Regions from separate parts of the Sus scrofa genome. Here all the other regions are linked to region 2. The links are chromatin contacts, called in public targeted proximity ligation maps. All regions are on one chromosome and are shown on one strand. The core of a region is the stretch at or near the end of the contact, and the rest is flanking DNA. Distances in the headings are between cores, read along the strand shown.

What was found.
Region 1: a contact with region 2 is called in a targeted proximity ligation map of skeletal muscle. A contact is called at or near these places in 3 of 5 promoter capture datasets (fetal skeletal muscle and liver), 7 of 47 Hi-C or Micro-C datasets (embryonic fibroblasts, fetal heart ventricle, heart right ventricle and 2 more) and 1 of 2 datasets of targeted methods (skeletal muscle).
Region 3: a contact with region 2 is called in a targeted proximity ligation map of skeletal muscle, with 4 times the contacts expected there. A contact is called at or near these places in 1 of 5 promoter capture datasets (liver), 3 of 47 Hi-C or Micro-C datasets (liver, psoas muscle and skeletal muscle) and 2 of 2 datasets of targeted methods (alveolar macrophages and skeletal muscle).
Region 4: a targeted proximity ligation map of alveolar macrophages shows a contact between it and region 2. A contact is called at or near these places in 1 of 5 promoter capture datasets (fetal liver), 2 of 47 Hi-C or Micro-C datasets (both in liver) and 2 of 2 datasets of targeted methods (alveolar macrophages and skeletal muscle).

The regions. Positions count from the first base shown.
Region 1 is chr4:82,385,764-82,388,887 of Sscrofa11.1, reverse strand. LOC106510102 reads left to right here and starts at 1,507. Exons shown (of 9, transcript XR_002343354.1): 1 at 1,507-3,052.
Region 2 is chr4:81,935,663-81,938,524 of Sscrofa11.1, reverse strand. ATP1B1 (ATPase, Na+/K+ transporting, beta 1 polypeptide) reads left to right here and starts at 1,510. Exons shown (of 6, transcript NM_001001542.1): 1 at 1,510-1,735. The coding sequence starts at 1,639.
Region 3 is chr4:82,199,581-82,202,521 of Sscrofa11.1, reverse strand. It overlaps the pseudogene LOC106510108. Among named protein-coding and RNA genes, the nearest start is that of DPT, 87 kb to the left of the region's middle.
Region 4 is chr4:81,638,537-81,641,474 of Sscrofa11.1, reverse strand. It overlaps BLZF1 (golgin-45), which reads left to right and starts at 1,687. Exons shown (of 7, transcript XM_003355067.4): 1 at 1,687-2,062. It overlaps NME7 (nucleoside diphosphate kinase 7), which reads right to left and starts at 1,568. Exons shown (of 13, transcript XM_021089439.1): 1 at 1,434-1,568. The coding sequence starts at 1,436.

The DNA.
Region 1 (3,124 bases), core at 258-2,757, 450 kb before region 2:
AAGAAGTGAAAACAAGTATCCACACAGATATTTGTATGTCAATGATCACTGCAGCATTATTCATAATAGGTGAAAAATTAAAACAGCTCAAGTGTTCAGATATTTGTATGTCAATGCTCACTACAGCATTATTCATAATAGGTAAAAAATTAAAACAGCTCAATTATTCAGCAACAATTGAATGGATAAATGAAATGTATATAATACAATGGAATATTATTCAACCATAAAAAGGAATGACATTCTGATACATGCTACATCATGATGTGTTAAGTGAAATAAGCCAGGCGCAATAGGACAGATATTGGATGATTTCATTTATATTAAATATCTAGAATAGAAATATTCACAGAGCCAGAAAGTAGTTTAGAGGTTAACAGGGGCTGAAGGGATGTGGGAAGGGGGAGTTGTTGCCTTAATGAGTACAAAGTTTGTGTTTGGGGTGATGAAAAATTTATGAAAAAAGATAGTGGTAACCATTACATGATATCGTGAATGTAATTAATGCCACTGAATTGAACACCTAAAATGGTTAAAATTATATACTTTTAAATATTTATTTTACCACAATTTTAAAAGTTCATTGCTTTGGTCTTTCACATTTAAATGGTATTACATTTTATAGTTTACCAAATATTGACATAATATTTAATTCTCACAGTCCCATGAAGATGGCAGAATATTTACCATTTCCTCCATCCCCCTTGCTCCACAATAAACATTCAGTTTATTGATAATAAACTGGGTGCTTAGAGTGATTTTGTAGAAAGTTGCAGAGTTAATTCTCATACCAAGTGTCTTCAAGTGATGGTCTCTTAGGTATTCAAACCCTGAGGATTCTTCCAGGGTCAGCTGACCTTCTCAACCTCAGTTGTTGCCCTAGGCTTTTAGGCTCTGGTTATGACTGACCTCCGTACGGCCCCTAACTTTAAAGATCTGACCATCTGAATGGAGAATTGTTAAAAGAGGGTAATTTCAGTCAAAACATGCCTGGAAAGAGATTTAACTTAAACCTCCAGAAGATGCCCAAAAAGATGATGTACCCAAAATCCCCAAATAGAATGGATCTGAGGTTCCCCAAAGCTGCAGCAAAGATTGGGTGAACCTGGAATGTTTAAGACATACTGGGAATTGTTGATCAAGGTCTAATTCTTTTAGGTTCACTGAGAGCCCATGTCACCTCATTTGATCCTCACTACAGTGGAGGGAGATGCAGGAATAGGGATGTTTTCTCCTTTTTATAGTTGAGAGAAGGTTAAGTGCTTGCCCAAGGTCATTGAGTCAGAGAGGACTAGGAGCAAAATAGAACTCAGGTGTCCTGACTTCTAGGTTGAGCCCCTTTCCATTATGCTGCAGCTGCCTGCTTCCAAGAGACCCACATGCAATGCCTGAAAAATGCCATGCAGAAGACTGCTGTTACTATTCTAGGTTTAAGTTGGGGGAGGGATGCAGTGAGTACAGCTAGAGGTGGAGTGGGGGATGCCATCCTGCCATCATGGATAGGGAATCTTTTTTATGGCTTATGCCACTCCAACTGGCATAAACAAGGCATAGCTGAAGATTAAATGTCCCGAACATTATTAGCCCATTAGATTTCTTAATACCTTCTCCCAGGACTCTGTTCTCTTTACGCTCTCAATCAAATTTCTGTTTATCAAATTTCTAAAATGTTCATGAGAAGAGGTCCTCTTCCTTGTCACTCTTCAGGGAGCAAACACTCTCTTGTATGCTTTGGAAAGGAAAACAATTCCTTTTAGTTCAGAACTCAAGTTTCCAAGAAAAAGTCTTCTTTATCCCTAACTTGGGTGACTGATTTGTCCCAGACTATCTGGGACTTTCCCAGCTGAAAGTCCTGTGTCTGCCCTTTAACCCAGGACAAACTGGGGTAGTTGGTCATCCTACCATGGCCCTGATTTTCTGCATCAGTTCCCCCCACTCCCCAGCTGGAATCCATACCTCTTCCATTCTAATATTTAGGACTAATTTTTGCAAAGTTGATCCTGTGAGCACAGTTGTTAATAGCCAATAGGAGTCCCATGTGATAATTGGGGACAGAGGGAGAGGGGGCTTTCATGGATTGCCCAGCTCAGGCAAGATGATGTTGATGGGAAGGAGTTCCCTCTTCCTGCTTCTGAGGGTGATAAATCACACCCTGCAAAATGCTTTGTTCTCACGAGAAAGATATTCTATGGCTCTGTCTACCTCTAACCACAGCAGATGGATTGGTGAACTGGGCTTGATGGCCTTTCACTCTATGGGACAAGGAGAGTCCCTGTGAAGGTAGAGGACAGACTTTTTTAGGTCCTGGGCTTCCTGGTGGGAGACTTGAGGGACTCCTAGGAGTAGAAGAGAGTAGCTGTGGCTTGTTGGAGATGAGATGAGGAGATGTTGGTGCTACTGGCTCTTGCCAGCAGGAAATTAGGACTATCCATGGCCCCAGGGAAAATTTTTTTTAATGTTTTCAGAATAGAACATTCTAATCAAGCCAAGCAGGGAGCAATTACCTACATTGTCAATCAGTCTAGGTAGTAATTGGGAAGATTCAGCACGAATCAGTTTGTCCTTCATTTCTCTTGGCAAAGTAGGTCTGATGACTTTGGCTGGCTTTAGCCGGCTCACTGTGGCTGGCAGGTTGTCCCAGCAGATTAGATGAAGCGTTGGCGCTAGCAGAGAGGTTAAAGCACTTGCTCAGGTGCCCCCTTCCCACGTGTTCTTAATTTCTTAGGACGGAGTTCTCTGTGCAGGCTTAGATCTGGCCGCCTTTCCGACTTGTCACAGGGTATTTGTTGCTGCTGGATTTGTTTTAGGGCGTGACTATTTGACAGCTGGGGTCGGGGGAAGGGTGTGGGGAGGACCTCTAGTAGCATTTCGCTTGCCTTGCTGCCTGGAGCCTCCTTAAAGGAGAAGATGAATTCACTGCATGTGTGCGCGGGCCTTATGTAAGCTGCAGGCGGCAGCGCAGAGTGGAGAACGTGAAGACAGGCGGGGGCAGGGAGATTTGGCGAGGCAGGCCCCGCAGTGCAGAAACCAGCTCTGAAAGCTGCGCGTGGAGGTGCGGTAGGACGGTACTGCTGCAATGCGGAGACAGCTTCAGGGGCGGAGGAGTGTTTACGAGCTTCTAGTG
Region 2 (2,862 bases), core at 261-2,760:
GCAGAGGCGCCCCTGCTGATTTCTGCTGTGTCACTGCCTCAAGAGGGATGTGTGAAGCTGCTCAGGGGTTTGGCGGAGGGAGATGAAACCAAGGAGTTTGGCTGTTGATGCACAGGGGATAAAGAAGGGGGAGGGATAAAGGATGCCAAGGATTGCCTGCACCTTCTCGCGATTTATACTAGGCTTTCCAGATCCTTTTTGGCCCCAGGTCTTTTAGAGAAGAACAAAGTGGTCGGTACCCACCCAAGGGGCGTGAAAACCCGTCCCTGAGAACACCAGCCTGGGATTCGACGCCAAGGGGAGTCATTGGTGGCTAGGTCACGTGCAAACATTGTCGCCGCCGGGGTCTAGACTGGTGTGAGCCGCCAGGCAATGCGACTGGTTTCTGAAGGAGCGACCCACTGGGGGCCGGCTGGTCGGCCTCCAACACCTCCTACCCCTTTCAAACCCCGGATCCGGCTTGCCGCCCTGGGTGGGTTTGGCAATTATCCTGCTTGAGGTGGTTCAGGCCGCCCACAAGGAGCATAGCCCGGCAGTCAGGAGCCAGGGCTGCTGGCTGGGCTGGCCTGGAAGGAGAGGGACGGGCCGGAACTGCAACCGCAGTGGCGGGGAGACCGGAGGGGGTGGCAGGTGCAGCAGCAGAGAGGCGGGGCGGAGCTGGGCAGAGTCCCTGATTCTCAGGCGTCCCGGAGTGACCTACCCCCACCCAGCTAGGGCCTAGGAGAAGTGGAAGTGCGGAGAAGAGAGGCTGAGAGTGCACGAGAGGGACTGACTGGATCGGGACAGCCGGGCTGGGGTCCCGAAGGGTCTGCGGGGCGCCAGGCAAGGCAGGTGCGGGTCACCTCACTACGGAAAAGGCGGGTTCGTGCACAGCCCAACGCGAGGAGGGGGCTGTTAGGTGCTGCGGCCTCGCCACTCACAGTTCTCTCCGCCCCTCCCCGCGCCCCCGCTCCCTGGCTCCCTAGACCGCCCCTCACGCCGCTACCGCAGCTCCTTTGTGCCAACCCCGCGCCCGCCCCCTCGGGCCCCAGGCCCCGCCCCCTCCACGCCGGCTATTGGCCCGCCGGGTCGCTAGTGGGCGGGGCGCCCCGTCGCCACGGCGCGGTATATAGTAAAGGTAGGGCGTGCGCCCTCAGCCAATTTCTCGGCTCGTGGCGGGTGGCTGTAGCCTGGGCCCGCAGTCCATTTGTTCGTCCTTCCCTTTGACTTTTCCTTGTCCCCTGCCTGTCTCTGCAGAGGTCACAGGAGGCGGGGGCCGAGCACGCGTCCTCGGTGGCAGCTGGAGTGGCAGCTGCGGGTTTGTGGAGCCCCCGAATCCCCAAGGGCAAGGGGAGCGCGTGGCGGACCAAAGAGGGCCAGTGAGCGGTCGTGCGCCCACCAATAGGTGCGGGGCTCGGAGACGCCCAGCCTGCGCGGTCCCTCCCTCCTCCCTCCGCCCCCGCCGCCGCCGCCTCCCCCTCCTCCCGCTCCTGACTCTGCTCCTCCACCGCGCGTCTGGCACTCTGAAAGCCGCAGCGGCAGCGGCGGGTGCAGCCTGCGGAGAGCCAGGCAGGGGACACTGATCGGCAGGAGAGGACGCAAGAGCGCACGCGGCAATCACCCATCTTCAATCCCCGCAGCAGCTGCTGACCCGCCACCATGGCCCGCGGAAAAGCCAAGGAGGAGGGCAGCTGGAAGAAATTCATCTGGAACTCCGAAAAGAAGGAGTTTTTGGGCAGGACCGGTGGCAGTTGGTGTAAGTATGGGTTTCGCAGCTCTCGCCCCCAGCGCCTTGCCTTTCGGCTCATCCCCCGGGCAGGCTCTGCGGACCGCACCGCGCGCTCCGCGCTGGCAAGGGCGGAGGGTCGGGTGGTGAGCACTGCTACGATCGCGCGGGCCTGGGCTTGCTGTCCTGTATGGAATTCAGAATCCCTGGATAGGCGCGGGCAAGCAGAGGGTTACGTATATTGTAGCGGTCTTGGGAACTTGCAGTTTATATGACATCGCTTGAGCCCTTCGGTCCTGGGCATGGTCGGGCTGTGGGAGACTAGATATGTCTCTTCTTGTAGTCAGGTCCTAAAAAATAAGATTTGAGGCTCTGAAAGAACAGCCTGAGGGTAATCGGACCGAATGCAGGCGAGGTTGTGTGTTAAAGCACCTTTTTTTTCTAGTCTAAATATGTACCTCCAAAGGCCGGCGGCGGGCGGGGGTGGGGTGGGGGTGCGGGGAGCGGTAGTGATGGCAGAATCCATACACACTGCAGTATTTCGTAGCGATGCCCAGAGTTTCCTCCAGTGAACTGCCGTGGAGTCATCACAGCCCAGGAATGACCCAGGAAGCTCCATGTCAGGACTCCGTTTCTGAGCCTTGGCCCCAAAACATGGCAAAATCGGGTTGTTGTCAGTGTCTACAGAGCCAGATGCAGAACCGGGTACGATGAAGGGTTAGTGTGAAATAAATGGCACAAAGGCAGAGGCAGGTCATCTGATACGATTTGGGGCAGCCTGTTGCTTGGCTAAATAGACCCCCTCCCCATTGAAAATTATATTGCTTACTTGTCTTCCACCTCTCTACACAGGAAGGGTGACTTTTTTTAAAAGGTCATTTTGAAGGGCAGTTGTAGGCAAATCTGTAAGAGTCGTGACTGCGGAAGAGAGAGAGAGAGGGAGGGAACTCCCCCCTCCTGCATCACTGCCCCCCCTTCTCTAATATCATCATCACCATCATCATCATCTGCACCACTAGCACCACCACTGCAGCCACTAAGGGAGCCCTGGGTAGGTGCTGATGTGGTGTTCCTGATTGGGAGGATCTGTGAGCATGGGCAGGAGAATGAGTCAGGGAAATATTGCTTGGCTGACATTTTGAAATGGAAGAAGCTAG
Region 3 (2,941 bases), core at 107-2,606, 260 kb before region 2:
AGCATGAGAAGGACTTGGTCTGCCATTGCTGGCTTTGGAAATGGAAGAAGAGGGACACAAAGTGAGGAAAGTGGCAAGCCTCTAGAAACAGGAAGAGCAAAGAAATATAATACCCTCCTGAACCCCCTAAAAGTCAACACCTTGAGTTTAGCTCAGTGATACTCATTTTGGATTTCTATCCTCTAGATTTGTAAGAATATTTTTTTATTATTTTACACTGATAAGTTTGTGGTAGTTTGTTTCAGGAGCAGTAAGAAACTAATTCCCTCCTAATAGCAGTATAGCAGTAATAGCAGTATATATACACCTTTTCTTTTGCCCAGAAGTTTTTCCAGAGAAGAGAGAAAATAATCCTAACTTCTTGAAGTCTGGGAACCAGGCAGGGGTGTCTTACCCTTTCGTTTGCAAACTGTCCTCTAAGCACCACATTTTGTGTGGCATCACACACCTCCTTGGCTCCCAGGATGTTTGCAGTCAATCCTATTTTCAATTCCACCCTAAACTCTTTTTGACAAAAGTGGCTGGTATTTCTAATCCTGAGCCTCTATATAGTTTTATTGTATAAGTCAGTTTGCTTGCTGTTGGCTTTCCTCACTGCCACCCTAATTTGGAAGGTTTTACTAGCTTTGTTGCTTCAAATCACTTATCATCGTGAGTCCACTGTCATATGAAATTATGTAGATGTTATTAATCTTCTGCCATTGTCCTTACAGGTTTACAAATTATAACATTTTTACACGTATAAAATAAATAAACCATTTCACTGGGATTTCAGAAAGGAACAGAGACAAACAAGTCATTTCATTCATTATTCTTAACGGGAAATTTTTTTTAATCACTTTTAAAGTATTTTATAGATAGAAAACCAAGGCAATGGGTGGCTAAACACTTTCTTAGATTTTAAAATCAAGTCCTAATTGACTTCCTAGTCCATATTCACATGACTTCTCTGCCTGAAGCAGTTGGTATCTGAAAAGCCATTGGAGCTAAGTCTCCACAGTTGATCAATAGGAGCATCATGGGATCCTCACATGCATGGAGGCTGCACAGATTCCTTGACTTGTTCAAAATGCATTGTATCAAATTATCAGGCATAGAAATCTTGAATCTTAAATGTGGCTGCCCAGCTATGAACCATACTTTCCAACTCCTTCTCCCCCTTTCACCTAGGGGGTCCAAATGACTGGTTCGCATTAATGGAACATAAACAGAAGTGATGTGTGTTATCTCTAGGCAAAGGAGGTTAAGAAACATGTCGGCCTTCTCCACCCTCTCTCTTCTTCCCCTACTTGTCTGTGGGAGGCTGATGTGTAACTTTAGTGTGAACTGGAGGCAAAGTTTTATGGTAATACACCACTGGTAATTTTTAGCTTGTTTGTTACAGTATACTCTGTACTTATTACGCAAGGCAAAGCACAGACCTGGCATAGGGCAACATCTTTACAGAGGAAGGGATGACTTTTTGCTTCTCACAAAGTCTTCTTCTGCTAGCCAAGTTGTACAACTTTGAGTTGCATCTCCTCAAAGATGGGATATTTTGCCAATGAGCAAAAGTGATAGATATATGGGTTAGTGGTGGCTCTATAGGAATTAACCATTAGCTATGCTCCAAAAATTAGGAAGCTCAGTAAATATGGACAATAAGCCTGCATTAAGTCTTTGCCCTGTGGATGTACCATCCATAATTACAATAAATTGGATGGTTTAGAACAGCCCAGGGCAATGTTCAAGAAGTGAACTTGATCATTAGGCAAGTCAGTAATTTTTTAAAAAGGTTTAAAATCTTGGCTCTCAGTGTGAGAAAGTAGGTCTCTCTCCTTGTTTAAAAGCTAACTCTGATAAAACACATGAGAGACAGGAAATGAATCTGGTAACAAACCAAAAGCTAAATTTTCCAGCCTGATGAAATTTTTCCAGGAAAAGTACAGTGCCATGGGGAAATAGGGAATGGCTAGACAGAGAATTCAATTAGCCCTTTACAAACTGAGTTTACTTTTTAAGCAAAAATTTCTTTAATGCTCTTCCCCTTCTTATCCAAAAGTATGGCTGGATATGCTGCGAAAACACATTTTCATATGGTCCTTCATTTAGTTGTGAATCAATATCTTGGAAGCTCAATGGATACTCAGAAATCATTGCAAATTAGAGGAAGAATATGAAGAGAATGAGGAGGAAAGAACTAAAGAGAAGACAATGATTCCTAGATCCGCTTGCCCAAAGTTATTTTGAATGCCCTGCCTGAGAGGATAGATATATGGGGTCCTTGCAGGGGCTGAGTTCCCATTACTGAAAGCATCTAAGCAGTCCATTTTTCAAAGTTAATACTATTTGGGGTAGGAAGCTAGAGGAGATAATTGGTAAGGACTCTTCCAAACCTAAGACTCAATGGCAAAATGAAATGGTCACCAGCACACCTTTTATATCCAGAGGCCCAAATGGGCAGACTCTTTTTCCAAGTTCAGGGAAGTAAACCCATAGGAAGATGGTTAATGCCATATGGTATGGAGGATAGAGGACTTTCTGTTTAATATAGAATTTTCCTACTATAGGGCACAAACTGTTCTTTGATTTAAAGCAGTAATTACTTCTCTGGCTTGCCCATATTAGGTTGTCAGCCTTTGAGCTCTGTCATTGCTGTGCCATTGTCAGAATCAAATTACTAAAAAGGTCAGCATCATTCATATGTGGTTTGATAAGAGTGAAAATGCCCGACAGAAAGTCTATGAGCATCTAGACCCTTGAGTCTACAGCTTTGCCCTTATTTGTTAATTTTACTGTTACTATTTTTGCTCCAAGGTTTACAGGTCAAGATCATAAGCCTAAAACCATCTCTGGAAATTTACAAATAATATGGTCACCTAACTATCTTAGATGTTTCATCTAACTGGATGGAACATGCCTCCTGAGACTCTTTGCAGCCAAATGAAAACTTCTTGATGGC
Region 4 (2,938 bases), core at 438-2,937, 300 kb after region 2:
GAGAGGCTAAATAAATTTTGAGAAGAAACTCCTGGATTTGGCCATAAGAAATTTAAGCAAGAACAACTTCATGAAGCCATTAGAGGAATTCAGATAACTGAGTGCTGAGGATGAAAGTAAAGAGCTGAATTTGATACAAATGGAAGCACTATGCTTTCAAGCAGTTTACTGATAAATGGGAGGACTAGGCAATAAACTGAACGAACACAGGCTGGGGGTGTGCTTTTGTTTTATTTCATTTTCTTAAGGTGTATGGCTTGAACACGGGGGGGGGGGTGGGGGGAGAAGGAAATGGTGAGGAAGAGGCTGAAAGCACAGGAAAGAAAAAAATATAACCAAAAGCAGAAAGTCCTATAAGGAATGGGAGGGAATAAAATCTAGAGCAAAGATGGAAGCATTATCCTTCAATACCTGTTTCTCTGAACTAGAAACACAAGACCTAACAGAGAAAGAAGGGGTGGTGGGTGGATCTCTGTTTGTTGTTGCTGTTCTTTCTTTCTAGAGCCACACCTGTGGCATATATAAGTTCCCTCGCTAGGAGTCCAATCCGAAGCCTACACCACAGCAATGCCAGGTTCTGGCTAAATCCTAAGCGGCAGCTTGCAGCAATGCCAGATCCTTCACCCACTGAGCGAGGCCAGGGATCAAACCCACATCCTCATGGATACTACTCTGGTTTTTAATGCATAGAGCCACAACGGGAACTCTGGGTGGGTCTCCATATTTAATTTCATAGCCATACCTGGCATTCTCGAACATGTGATCGAATGAAAATCATCTATAGGCTTTTTTAAAAATGCAAATATGGAGCCTGTTTCTATTCATGCAGAATTTCTGAAGGTGAAGCTCTAGCAAGTGAATTTTCCAGAAGTGATTTCCAAGTGATATTATGGAGTATTCCTGTTAAAAGGTAATCAACTGTATAATTTAGGGCTAGTGCAAAATGCAGCTATTATTAGGTGGCCCTTAGGGTGTGGAACGGTACTCGGCCCTCAAGAGAGCAAAGACTACAGGATTCAGAGAGATTCGGATCAGTCATGAAAAAGTCAAATAAACATCACCACATACTTTTAAATGAAGCGTGTTAAAGTGAAGCTGAGAGGTTGAAAAAAATGCAATGATGAAAAATGCATACATCTCCAATGTTTGACCGAAATAAGGTCTCACCTCAGACTACTAGACTCCGTGTCTTAGCCTTAAACTTCCTGTCACAATACTCTACAGGCTCAGCAGGACCAAAGTGTAATTCAGGGTGCTGCAAGAAGTAGGGAAAGCGAGGAAATTGCACGGACAGTTCCTGGAAAGGGACAAAGAAATAACCAGCCGAAGGTAGAAGCGATCTGGATGCCTCTCAACGCCCAGACGCCCCAGGACCTGGGACAAAGCATAAACAAGACCGCGATGCCTTTCTTCTGACACCGCCTTGCACTCACCATCGCCTCGGGATCTCAGCACCAGGAAATAGGTAACTTTGCGACTGGAAAACACCTACACCAACACCAACGCCAGGTTACTCTGGCAACAGAGCCCCACCTACTGCCGGACTCGGAGCGGGCCGCCACTACCCCGCCCCTTTGTCCTTAGTGGCTGGGAGTAAATAGAGCTCCGCCCACCCAGCCGACCGACCCGCCCCTTCACGCCGTAGCTTGGAGCAACGGAACACCACCTACCTCTTTCCAGCATCATCACTTCCGTTTGGTTGAAAGGCGACCCGGAAGTTCAGGCTTATATGCGGCTAGGGTCCAAGTATTCTTTTTTTTATTTTTTAATAAGAGTCTACCCAGTTTTGTTTTACTGAAGTCTTGAATCGTATATTCTGCGTCACTGCGTCACTTGAGTTTAAATGGCACCAAAAGTGTTTTCCTTCTGAAAAGTATTCCGGAAACGAAACCCTGAGTAATCGGAAGTAATTAGCCGTGAACCAAAAGCTTGATGTCCCCAAGGTTGGGGCGGATCGGCTTCGGAATGCTAGAGGAGTGTGCGCGGAAGTTAACCCGTGATATCTAGCCAAAGAACCTGTAAAGTGAGGCCCCCTGCAATTGGGAGAGTAAGAATCTGAGAGGTAAGTCCAGGAAAGGGCTTGTGTAACTGAGAGGGGATTTTGGAAAGGGACAGAGGTTTGGATTGAAGTGTGTTGTTCATTCAGTCGCTTTAGATTTAAGGAAAGGTTGCCCGTTGTTCCAGGAAGGTTTGTTCAGACAGGGACGGAACTTTGGATTTGACTTCTGGGGATGGCAGAGGTTGACAGGATTGTCGCTTCCACTCCTGCCACCTTCATACCTGTTACACACTCCAGACCCACCCCCACCCCCTTCAATTAGTATTTGCCTGCAGACCTTTGTACATTTCCCTGCGCATCTTCCGAGGGTTCATTGCTCTTGCGAAGGGTCTTTGGAGAGCTATTTTTCAGAACAGTGGCGGCGGGGGTGTGACTTTTAAGGAAGGTAGGCACGGAAGACGCTATGCTGAGTTATATCGAGTACTCAAGAGTTATCATTTTTGTGAGTGAAACCATTTGTCATCTAGTGCCTGGTTCATCATTCGTGATCACTGCATTAGTATTACCTTCCTTCTCATGTTCTCGCCTGAATCTTAGTAAGACTAAGATTTAGTAAGGTCATGCATACATTCTGAAAATATATGCTATGACATTTTAATTTTTACCAAGAAATGCAAATTAAGTTATTATGAATTTTTTGTCACTTGTTAAACATCTAAACAGAAGCTCCTCTGTCATGTAGTGAACAAAATAGTGTCCATGTCTCCTGAGAAGGTAATTACTTTAATACCTTTTTTTTTCCCCTTTTTTGGGCTGCATCCGCAGTATTTGGAGTTTCCTAGGCTAGGGGTGGAATCCGAGCTAAGCTGCTGGCCTACAACACAGCCACAACAGCACACTATCCAAGCTGTCTCTGCGACCTACACCGAAGCTCATGGC